2 separate regions of the Danio rerio genome follow, and region 2 is linked to region 1. A link is a contact called in public Micro-C data. All regions are on one chromosome and are shown on one strand. The core of a region is the stretch at or near the end of the contact, and the rest is flanking DNA. Distances in the headings are between cores, read along the strand shown.

Region 1 (5,554 bases), core at 1,848-4,347:
TAATGATTCATCTGACTACATGTTTCCAGTATGTTATGGTCCATTTCAGATGCCTCTTGAGCCCATAGAAGTCAACTGCACTTCTGGACACTGTTAACATAGGGCTTCCTTTTGGCACGGTACAGTTTTAACTGACATTTGTGGATGTAAAGGTTTGCCAAAGTAGTGCAGAGTCCAGGTGATCATATTGATGAATGACTTTTTAAAAATGTGTAATACGTGTTTATTGTGAAGAAGAAAAAAAAAAATCATGAGGTACACATTAAATGTTTGTTGTATTGTCTGCAATAAAACACAAGTACATGTAGAAATCATTATATATAAATGAACAATGCTGTACAAACAAGTAAAACTGAAGAGTTTAGATGCAAAAACCTCTAATTGTCGTTGAAAATTTTCCTCTAAAATTTTTTTTTTTTTTTTTTTTTTATCAGGCTACTGGTGTATGTTCAGTAATATCACTTATATGGCAAAGAATAAGTAATTTTCCTGGTCTTTAAAGTAAAATATCTTAACATAAACAAAGAAGGCTGAGAAAATTTTCAGATGGCACTTAAAGGTTTTTGCATCTGAACTCAACTGTATTTATTTGATATTTTCTGCTTTTGTTTTCTTAAGTAATATTGTTATTGCAGTTTTAGTAAAGTCTGGATTATATCAAAACAATTTTCTGTAAAGTATGAAAAATCCCAAAAAGTTAAAGTTTGGTTTAATCTTGGTTAAAAATAAATGTGTAATACCAAATGACCATAATCCTGAGACAAATATTTATATCTGTGAACTGATATTTCAATATCAGCTTTATACAACTGATTACAAATCTCTTTTATTTAACTGAATGTTGAATGTGCATTATAACTGAAATAGTCTGTAGCTCAGGACATGTATTCACATGGTTAAACTTCTGGTGTTTAAGACTTATAGACATTTTTAAAGATTGAAATTTCATTTTCTAGGTGAGCTACTTTTATTTGAGCTATGAGCTATTTGTTTGATTTATTAGATTTTTTTAAGCATAGCGTTTAGAGAATATTTGTCAAACACGAACAGTGAGACTATTTAAAGTGTTATTTTCCTCTCCACCATTTAAAGTGGTTTGTCCCCTCCATAATTTGAAAGGTGTTTAAATGAGCCAAAACTTTGTGTACTGATATCAAACAATCTATGTTTAGGGTTGGACTTTAGCAGCTCGACAAAATTTGCTCACTGATATAGTAGGTCCAACAAACATGCTGGGTGTGTGTGTGTGTGTGTTAGTGTGCAACATACAATTAACTTCAGCTGTAAATTATGTACTATATACACACCCTTTGAAGATTTTATGGGATGCCTCCTTGGCTGGATTTAAACCGCCATGGTGCTTCTCCCAAGTGAACTGATAGCTGGATAGGAAAGAAAATGGTTGCAATGTAAAAAACTGAATTTGAGTCGGTTACATTTTAGACATTTGTATTATCCAACATGTTTCCAAATTTCTTATCTCAATTACACTATGAACTCTCAGCTTTAAGCAAATAAAAAGAAGTAAACATATTTAGGAATATAATCAAAGTGCACAAAATTTAGTATTATAACTAGATATTCTCTACAGTTAGTAGTAAACATACTGACTTAACATGCTTTAACCTTACTACTACACTGTAAAATGTTTCACATTGGTTACACTTACAAACTCAAGTTCACAAGCTGCCTTGACACTTTGTTTCAACTTAAGATGTTGAGTTTTAGTATATTGTGAAATATGTGAGTTGACTCACATTTTCAAGGCAGCTGATGAACTTGAGTTTAACCAATGCGAAACGTTTTACAGTGTATTTTTACATTAGCCTACATAGTAAACAATATTTTTAGACCTGACACAGACTGTGTTCACGCAGAGCTATAGCTTGATATAAACCAGATAAACTTTCAGGAGAACAATTCAAACAACATTTTGAAGAAGGATTAACTTGTTTAGTTTAAGTGGGCATCGTGTCCTCTCACAGAAAACATATAATGCGCTCGAAGCTGGATCTTCCCATTCACACGTTTTTTTCCCCATTATAAAGAGAAATGCTGTATATAGAGTGCTTAAATTTAAGCATTTTGTAAGATTTGTCTAATTAAAAAACAGTATGTGGTAATAGCCTACGGTTTTTGAGGAAAGGATCGAGGCCGACATTTACGCAAAATGAATACAAATAGGGAAAATGGCGGCAAATTACGTTGGAAATGTAGTTAGCTGACAGAAGCCCGAGAGAGCTGGTAACAAACTGAATAACAGGTGTTCTGTAGTGTTTTATATCATTTTATAATTATGCTACAAAAATAGCTGTAAATCATTAAAGCATTTCACTTATTTCATAGTTCACAGTTCATTCAAATTGTGAAACGTTTTTAAAATCACTGAAAAAAAGTTTCCCATATGGCTTTCCCTAATTTGTTAACTGGGGGATTCGAGTGGTTCAGAATTTGTCCCATACATGAGCTCATTTGTCCTTTTTTGGCTGCTAAATCCCATCATACATTGCGAAAATGCATCAAAGGTTTTAACACAAAGGAAAAGATGATCGTCGGACCAGTCCGTTTTAAATGAATGATATTTAAATGACTATATTTTAATTTAAAACTCTAACAGATTCCTATTTTTTTTCTAATGATATATGATGTGATGATGCATGATGTAAATGAAAACTGATGTAAATCTTTAAGAAATGTTTTTGGTATCAAAAAATGTGGTTAGAAGTTTGATGCTAATCAAGCTAATACTAAAATGTACCTATTAAAACCTCATAATTTAATAGAAAATGAGACGAATAATTGCAAACGGACTACCTTTTAAGAAAAGAAGCATGCTGCAGCATCTGATTCACCTGGCTGTCTACAGGCCTGTTTAAAATATACGACACCAATAGGTGGCAGCAAGTACATGTTCAGTTCAGTGATTTGTGCGTGTGAGATTATTACACTAAGCGACAAATATCGCACACTCATAGATACACTTCTTATTATATATCAAACAAACGATTGTAAACTTGTTATACGTGTTATTTGCTAATTTAGTTTGGCTGTAAACTTCACGAGACACAATAAAGAGCTATGGTGGAACTCCAACGCGAATATCCGTTTATACTCGGACTGTTTTTAATGTGAGACCAACACAAGTTGCACATGTGCTGCTTCCCAGTGGATATTTTGCTCAATTCAAACAGTGAGTACATGCAATGCACGTTATTTACTGCTTATTTCCTCCTTTGTTACTTTAGTTGGTTGTTTCCTTTTGTAATGTCGTGACGGCATGGGAATCCCGGGCAGAGAGTTACCTCACGTAACGTAATAATATGCTACTAAACTCACGTTTGGCATATGTGTGCCGTTGACATCTGTCACTGCTGACATCTGTTGACATCTATGTACCGTTATTGGTTTTACTAAATACAAAATTGGCACTGTTGTATTTCAGTACACGACTTTACCTCAATATTAAATAACTGCACATGGATGTATTCTAGTGTTCAAGCGTAAGTATTTGACATTTTTAGTTAAACGATGTTGGTTTTATTATTCAGACATTCCCCTTAATAACGTAACATAATTTACTAAAAACTAAATTAATGAAGCAGTTTTTTTGTGATGATGAACACATATCGTTCACTAAAACATATCAACAGACCAAACATTTAAAAGACTCACATTTGACCACTAAATGTGCATTTTATTAACGTTATAAAGAATGTACAATGAGGTTTTGCAGATAAACACTTGATTTTATAACAAACAAAGCATTCAAAATACTCAGTCAACCACTAACTTATATGTCTAGTTATTCATTATACTTAATATTAAATGATGCTGCATAATTGGGTTTGTAGATAATTTTTTAATCTTCCCTAACTTTATTTGCCATTGTATTTAAATCCAAGTTCTGTGCAACATTAAACACTTTATCTTTACTTTACATTGCTCATAACCAGGGCTTGACATTAACTTTATTGACCACCAGTCACTGTGGCTAGTAGTTTTCTAACATAGCCACTCACCATTTTCACTAGCTGCAATTGTGTTGTTGGGAAAAAATATTTCATATGCATAAAATTGACTTTGGCATGCTAAAATTACTTGATTTAAGTTTTGTGTTTTTCCACATGCCTCATTCATTGAACGTTTTTGTGTTGTGTATGAGCTTGCTTAATGAGCATAAGCAAATCGGTTATGGTTTCGTAGTGTTGCATTGCAATTCGTTTTTTATTTCACATGATTTTTCAGGGCTCAACATCAAGGATTTACAAAAATCTCAAAAAGAAATTCTCTAGCCACACCAAAAATAAATAAATAAATAAATAAACATTTCTTAGCCCAAAATAACTAAGCAAAAGAAAGCAGGTGAAAAACATGCTGTGTGCAATAATAAAAGGATGATCACGCGAAAGGCTAAAGCGAAATAAACCTGCTGCTTGGAAAAAGACCTTTAAAAAAAATCTGGAGCTCTTAAAAGCAGCAAGACTGTGGGTGCACGAGTGTCGTTTTTGTTCAGTCTATTTCAAAGAGAACCAATCGCACCAGTTATGTTTCCAGACATGGATGCTTTGCACAGGGCACCGTTCCTTTTTGAAGCTTTTAAACACTCGTGCGGATCACATCTGTTGAAATCAGTCTGGACCAGGGCTGGACTGGAACAAAAAGTTGTCCCTAGCATTTTGGGCCAGAGCAGCCCACTACATCAAAATGCTCCCCATCTGTCCGTGCCCTTGAATATGTTTATCAACTCCTGTTCTGTAAACCCACAAAAGCCATGTATAGAAAATAATGAGAGTTGACAAATTGAAAACTTACATTTTTTTAATGTATTATTATTATTATGATAAAATTATAATCCACATAGGCATGGGCCGGTATAAGATTGTGATGGTATGATAACCCTGGACAAAACTATAACAGTTTCACGGTATCACAGTATTGTGGTTACTGCTCTAAAATATAAGCTTTTAAAATGTTTGGCTAAAAAAACTAAACTTTTTTCTCCTTTGAAAACAAAATATTCTATTTTTTAAGGTTTATATTATTTTAGAGCAGTAAACACGTTATATAATTCAAATGAATTAGGCAAGGCAAGGCAAGGCAAGTTTATTTATATAGCACATTTCATACACAATGGCAATTCAAAGTGCTTTACATAAACAAGAATAAAAGAAACAAGTAAAATAAAAATAAAAACAAATAATAAAAATGCATAAAAACAAAACAAAACATAAAAACAGGTAAAATGTGATATAAAAGAATGAAGAAGAAGAGAAAAACATGATAGTGCAATCTGTCGGACGCAACACAGTGCTCATTCAGTAAAGGCACAGCTAAACAGATGTGTTTTCAGTCTTGATTTGAATGTGCCTAAATTATTGATGTCTTTATTTGTTTCAAAAACACTGATTTCTTTACAATCTAAAACGGCATCTCTTTGGATTTTTTTTCTGCTGGAGATACTGTTGTCCTAAACAACAACAACAAAAAAAAGTAAATAAATAATCTTACATATGCCATAGGAATGGTATTACAGGAAAGATTGGTGGTATTAAAA
Region 2 (6,338 bases), core at 3,461-5,960, 130 kb after region 1:
AATGCCCTTCCAGCTGCAACTCAGTAGTGGGAAACACCCATACAGTCTCACATTCACACACACACACACACACACTATACGGCCAATTTAGCTTACCCAATTCACCTATACCACTAAGCCACCATGCCAACCTCAGAATTACATATAAACATTATGTTTTGTAAATGCAAGTCATACATGCATATATACTTGAATAAAACTGAACCATTTTGATGTCGTCTTTGCAGTAAATCAAGAACATGACCTTTATTCATTCATTCATTGGATTTCTTTTCGGCTTGGTCCCATCTTCCTTTTTGGAATCTTCCACATGAATGAATATGATGGGGTGGCACATTGGCTCGGTGATTAGCACTGTCACCTCACAGCAAGACAGGGTCAGTTGGCATTTCTGTGTGGAGTTTGCATGTTCTCCCCGTAATGGCATGGGTTTCCTCCGGGTGCTTCGGTTTCCCCCACAGTCCAAAGACATGCGCTGTATGTAAATTGAATAGGGTAAGTTGGCCATAGTGTATGAGCGTAAATGAATGGGTATGGGTGTTTCCCAGTAATGGGTTGCAGCTGGAAGGGCATCCGCTGCGTAAAACATATGCTGGAATAGTTGGCGGTTCATTCCGCTGTTGCGAGCCCTGATTAATAAATGAACTAAGCCGAAGGAAAATGAAGCAATTTTATTGGATGCCTTATAAATATTTTGCTAAATATATAATAATGATTAGAGAAAAAATAGTCAATATTAATCACAGTATTTGATGTGGATTAAACATTTTTATAAAGAGCAGAGTTGTGTTAAAGCTGAATGTTGGACTGGCCTATAGCTCACATCGTCTTGCATTATGAATGGAGTCTAACAGTCTCTAAGATCTCACCATTCTCCAGTGCAGCGTGAGCTCTTTCCTTCTCATCTTTCTGGAATATATCACCTGTGTTAAAGTGTGGAGTATGAATTCTCGGAGACGGGCTCAGATTTACATGTGGTCTGGCATGCTTGGGGTTTCTAAGTGTTCACCCGATGAAAACAGAGAGGTCTTTTTTCCTGTGCCCTCTGACCAGAGCTATGAGGAAAGTGAAAATGAGCCGTAACCCTGCGCACGACTGCTGGAGACCTGAAGCTCGAGTGATGAGTTACAGCCATAAATCTGCTCTGCTGTAGTTTAACTTGACAAATGCAGGTGCCCACTTGTCTGAAAAAAACACCAGTGCCCATGTCAGATCTGACCAAATAAATTATGGGATTTAAAAGTCAAAACTAAACACCTAATTTTAGTATTCGTTTTATTTGTTTACTACAGTCACAAGTAAATTATGCATTGCCAAAAATGCTAATTGAACCCTTAATCTATTATTTGATTTTTATTTTTGATGTATTTGAATTATTAAACATAATAGTTTTAATAACTGATTAATATTGAGCAAGTTATTTTGTCTTTCCCAGGGTGACTGTGGATAATATTTTTATACTTATTTTTCAATACTGTTCAGCTTCAAGTGGAATTTAAGGTCTTAATTAGGATAACAAGTTAGGTTTATTAGGCAATTTATTGGATATATATATATATATATATATATATATATATATATATATATATATATATATATATATATATATATATATATAAATAAAAAATTATATATATATGTATGTATATGTGTGTGTGTGTGTGTGTGTGTGTGTGTGTGTGTGTATATATATATATATATATATATATATATATATATATATATATATATATATATATATATATATATACACACACACACAACAGTGTTCTATCTGATTCTCAAATATGACTGGCTGATAGTCGTGCAATATTCTGCAATAACAGCACTCGTACAGCCTTCTCATCTTATTCTTTATTACTCCGCCCACATAAGAATTAATAAACTCATTACAGTTTGAGAAATATTGCAGCAACATAATGTATTTTTGGGGCTTTTTTAGGCGAGATTGTAGTTGTTTAGATTCCAGTTTATTTATAAGGACAGTGCCTATTTTAAATATGTATTATTTCTGAGACAGTGAGTTGGCATCCATCAGACTGTCATACTGAGCAGAGCAAAGACGGTTGACGTTCCACCACAAGATGGCGACAGACTGCATAAAAAGTCTTTAGAGGAGAAAACCTCAGCGTTTATTTCAAACTACAGCTGAGCAAGTCATTGTAAAACAGGTAAGTCAATCTGTCTCTTTTGTATGTCGTAGTGCTGTATTTATACCTTAGTAATCTGTAGTGTTTGCTTTGCTTTGGCTATTTCAGGGTTAATTATTGTGAAATCCCGATTGCAACAGAGAAATACTGGGAAATCTTTGTAGACTGATGGCATCTCATTGCGGTCCGTTCAGCCTTATAATCTTAACATGTGAGCAAAATTTGCTGTTTTGTCATCACTTTAGACATTACCCTAGAAAATCATTCGAATACTTGCTCTAAAGTGACGTTCGTGAAATTAGCAACTACTCAGACGTCAGCTGTAGTTGTGAATGAATGGCTGGCGAAAGTAGTTCCTCATATAAAATCATTTTTAGACTCTCTGTGTTTGATTCTCTATTTTATATACACGATCATGCTGTCTAACTGTTGTATAAATGCAATATTGCACTTTAAGCAGTGCAATATTGCTGTATATCATCACTTGTGGGCTGATGTGAATTTGGTGATTTGGGGGTCCTAAGCAATTCCAGTCATGGGGCCCAACAGTCCTAAAATGCACCCTTTCTACTTTTTTTTTCTTCCATTTACAGTTTAGTTAAGTAAACTAGAATCCACTAGAGCTGCAAAACGAATCAATGTAATTAAGGGGATTAATTATAAATGTTATTGTCCTGACAAAACAAAGCACAATCTCACAGACATGTCTTAATATTATTTTATATCTCTGTTGAAACAAAGAAAACAGAATAATGTAGGCTATCACAGATGTCTTAAAGTTTACAAAATAATAATTATAATAATTTTAAAAAATTGCCACCCATTAAAACTGGGTCATTTTTATTGTGTTTTAGGACATTTTGGGGCCCAGCAGTCCTAAAATGCACCCTTTATACTTTTATTTAATTAGATGTTTTTTTTTTTAATATCACATCAAACATCTTTTCTATGTTCTATCTTAATGCATCTTACTTTTTTACTTTTTAAACGATAAGTTTTCTAAAAAAAATTTGCTTAATTTAAATAAAATTTAAATATTATAAATTTGACTGCTGGACTGCTCTATGATTGGGGGTGGTGGACAAATCTGTGCAGATGTAATAATAATAATTTTTTATGATATTATTACATACCAATAAATTAAAATAATAATATTATATATATATTTATTTATATTAAATAATATTATTTACATTACATTTGTATTTTTTGACTCTCACCATACAAAATATGATAGAAGACAATGTTATATATTCTAGATATATAATATAGATTTCCTTGGGCCCTATAAGCATCCACTTGCCTTGCTTATTGGTTAAATCCGCCCCTGCTGGTGGGGCTCTAAGCACAATGCACGCCTCCCACTAGTGACGATATACAGCCATATCGCACTGCTCCATGTGTGATACTGCTTACATATACAGTTGAAGTCAGATATACTAGCGCCCCTTTGCATTTTGTTTTCATTTTTAAATATTTCCCAAATAGTGTTTAACAGAGCAAAGAAATTTTCACACTATGTCTGATAATAATTTTTCTTCTGAAGAAAATCTGATTTGTTTTATTTTTCCTAGAATAAAAGCAGTTTTTATTTTTTAAAACCCATTTTAAGGTCAAAATTATTAGCCCCTTTGAACTATATTTATTTCAAACTTCTACAGAACAAACCAACGTTATACAATAACTTGCTTAATTATCCTAACCTGTCTACAGTAGTTAACCTAGTTAAGCCTTTAAATGCCACTTTAAGCTGTATAGAAGTGTCTTGAATAAATCAGTTTAAATGTGTTAAATAAATCAGTTATTAGAAATGAGCTATTAAAACTATTATGTTTAGAAATTTGTTGAAAAAAATCTCTCTGTTAAACAGAAAATTGGGGGGAAAATAAAAAGGGGCTAATAATTCTGACTTCAACTGTGTGTGTATATATATATATATATATATGCATGTTTGTATGTATATGTATGGTATATGGTATATATATATATATATATATATATATATATATATATATATATATATATATATATATATATATATATATATATATATATATATATATATATAGTCTTTGTTGTTGCTTAAGAAAACTTCCTTACAAAAAATTAAAATGCTTCTCTGGCATGTTTATATATTCGTTTTCTACGTTTTTTCCATAACCTTTTTTTTTTTTTTTACTTAAATATAATCTAATAAAGTAACTACATGGTCATATTGGTTTGAGATATTGGTTTGTTTGAATGCATTTTTTTCCACAAAATGTTTTTTTTTTCAGGTAAAAATATTATTTAGATGCTAATTATAGTATTTTCTTATTAATTTTAATGAAAACCCTTTAGATGGCTATAGTATTTTTTTGTAAATAAACCTTCAAATTGTTGACGTAAGATGTTTTTTCAATCTATAAGTAATATACTGGGGTAATGGGGCATGTAGAAAACGCGCTCCCGTCTGTCCTTATTGGGCACAGAGAGAAAGTCTCCAGAGAGGGAGAGAGAGCACGAGAGAGAGAGAGAGAGAGAGAGTGTGTGTGTGTTGAGCTTTCCGTCTCTGCGCTTTAGTCCACGGCTCTCCACCGGAGGAGCGGAGCGCACACTGACACGCTGCCGGTCTTTCGCACATGAACCGCGTTCAGTGTTTTCTCCTCGACCCGCTTCGAGTCTGACCACTGACGGATTTAAATCTCATCATCATTCCCATTCACAGACCGGACACCAGCCGCGACGTCTGGATAATACGCGCAGTGCACGCGCGCGGAGATGTGGATCATAAAGTTCATGTTGATGTGGACCTGCTGGATCGCAGTGGACGCGGACTTCGATGGCAGGTGAGACGGCACTTAGCCTATTCTTGTTTATGGAGACACATTATTTCGCTGTAGTTTGTTTGGTAACACTTTACTATAAGGAGCAGTTCTCGCTATTAAGGTTGTGCTCCTTTTACCTACCTAATAGCTATTAAGGTATTGTCCGTTTACTTAAAACGTAACATATTCTGCATGATCTTAGGCTATTCTACATCCCCAATACAGTGTTTAACCCTAACTACGACCTTAATAACTATCAATAAGCAGCCAGTTAGTAGTTTATAAAGCTTATGCATAGTTATTGCTTCATTAAAAGCGGGAATTATACCTTCATATAAAATAAAGTGTTACCACTTGCTAATTCAGCTATTCTGGTTTTTCCCTGACAAAAAAAGTGACTTTAAAGTGAACTGGTGCTAATTGGAAACATTCTGTCAAACAAAGAATGTTTTTAAGTGTTAATTAGTTGTATCATCACAAGCTCAATGTACAGTATTATGTCAATAAACAGCTGTAGATGTGCGAACAAGTGCAGTAAACAGAGATTTGACTTCATTTAGCCAGTGCTAGATTTGCGTTCAAGGTCAAAACACTAAGCAGGTGTTTATTTGAACGCGAATTTAATGCTGATATGTGTTAAAGCATCTGGGTTTGAATGTGTTGTTGTATGGTATAGCTACAAAATTATTATAACGGAGTTGAATTATTATATATAAATCCCTGACGAGGCAACAAACACCATTTGATTCTTCATTTGATTAAAAAAAACGGATTTGTACTTGAAAAGTGAACGTGTATTATCATTTTTGTAATATTTTATGTTGCATGTTAAACATAAGGAGTATCAGTAAAAAGTGCACTTTTTTATTAATAATAACTGTGTATTTCTAAAAAAAAATAGTCTTATTATTTCTTAATGTCTTATTATAGTGTGATGCTGAAAGCATAAACCTCACAGATGCCTCAAGATTAGTTGGCAGTGTGATCAGTTAAATTTAGCACTGGCTCCAAAGTTTGTTGTTACTGTTGTCAATCAGCATGGTGAACTTCTGAACTTGCATTCATCTTCACAGCAAAATAAGCCATTCATTCCCTAACTCATCTGTATATTGTAAATACCCCGTATAAATGGAAAAGAAATGTTTAAGACTCGTTTATTTTCTCTCTCTCTTGCTCTTGGACAGTCAGCACACGCGTTCCCCGGTGCTTTCGTGCCCTGACATGTAACGTGAAATATGTGGTGAACAGAAACGTGCCAGAGATTCAAATCTGCTTAAAGCTTCATTGAGATTAAAGGGGATCAAATGTCCATGCTTGAAATTAACTATGCGCTTTAGTAGAAGTAGCTCAGTATACCTTCAGGGCAAGGCTTCTGTCAGGC

What was found. Hi-C and Micro-C count contacts between places; a contact is called where the count stands out from the background.
Region 2: a contact with region 1 is called in a Micro-C map of caudal fin, with 2.1 times the contacts expected there. The contact joins the promoter of npnta here to the promoter of gstcd in region 1.

The regions. Positions count from the first base shown.
Region 1 is chr1:53,263,254-53,268,807 of GRCz12tu, forward strand. It overlaps gstcd (glutathione S-transferase, C-terminal domain containing), which reads left to right and starts at 3,098. Exons shown (of 12, transcript NM_001024462.1): 1 at 3,098-3,190. It also overlaps a transcript of sgms2a not described here.
Region 2 is chr1:53,395,846-53,402,183 of GRCz12tu, forward strand. npnta (nephronectin a) reads left to right here and starts at 4,711. Exons shown (of 13, transcript NM_001145580.1): 1 at 4,711-4,978. The coding sequence starts at 4,911.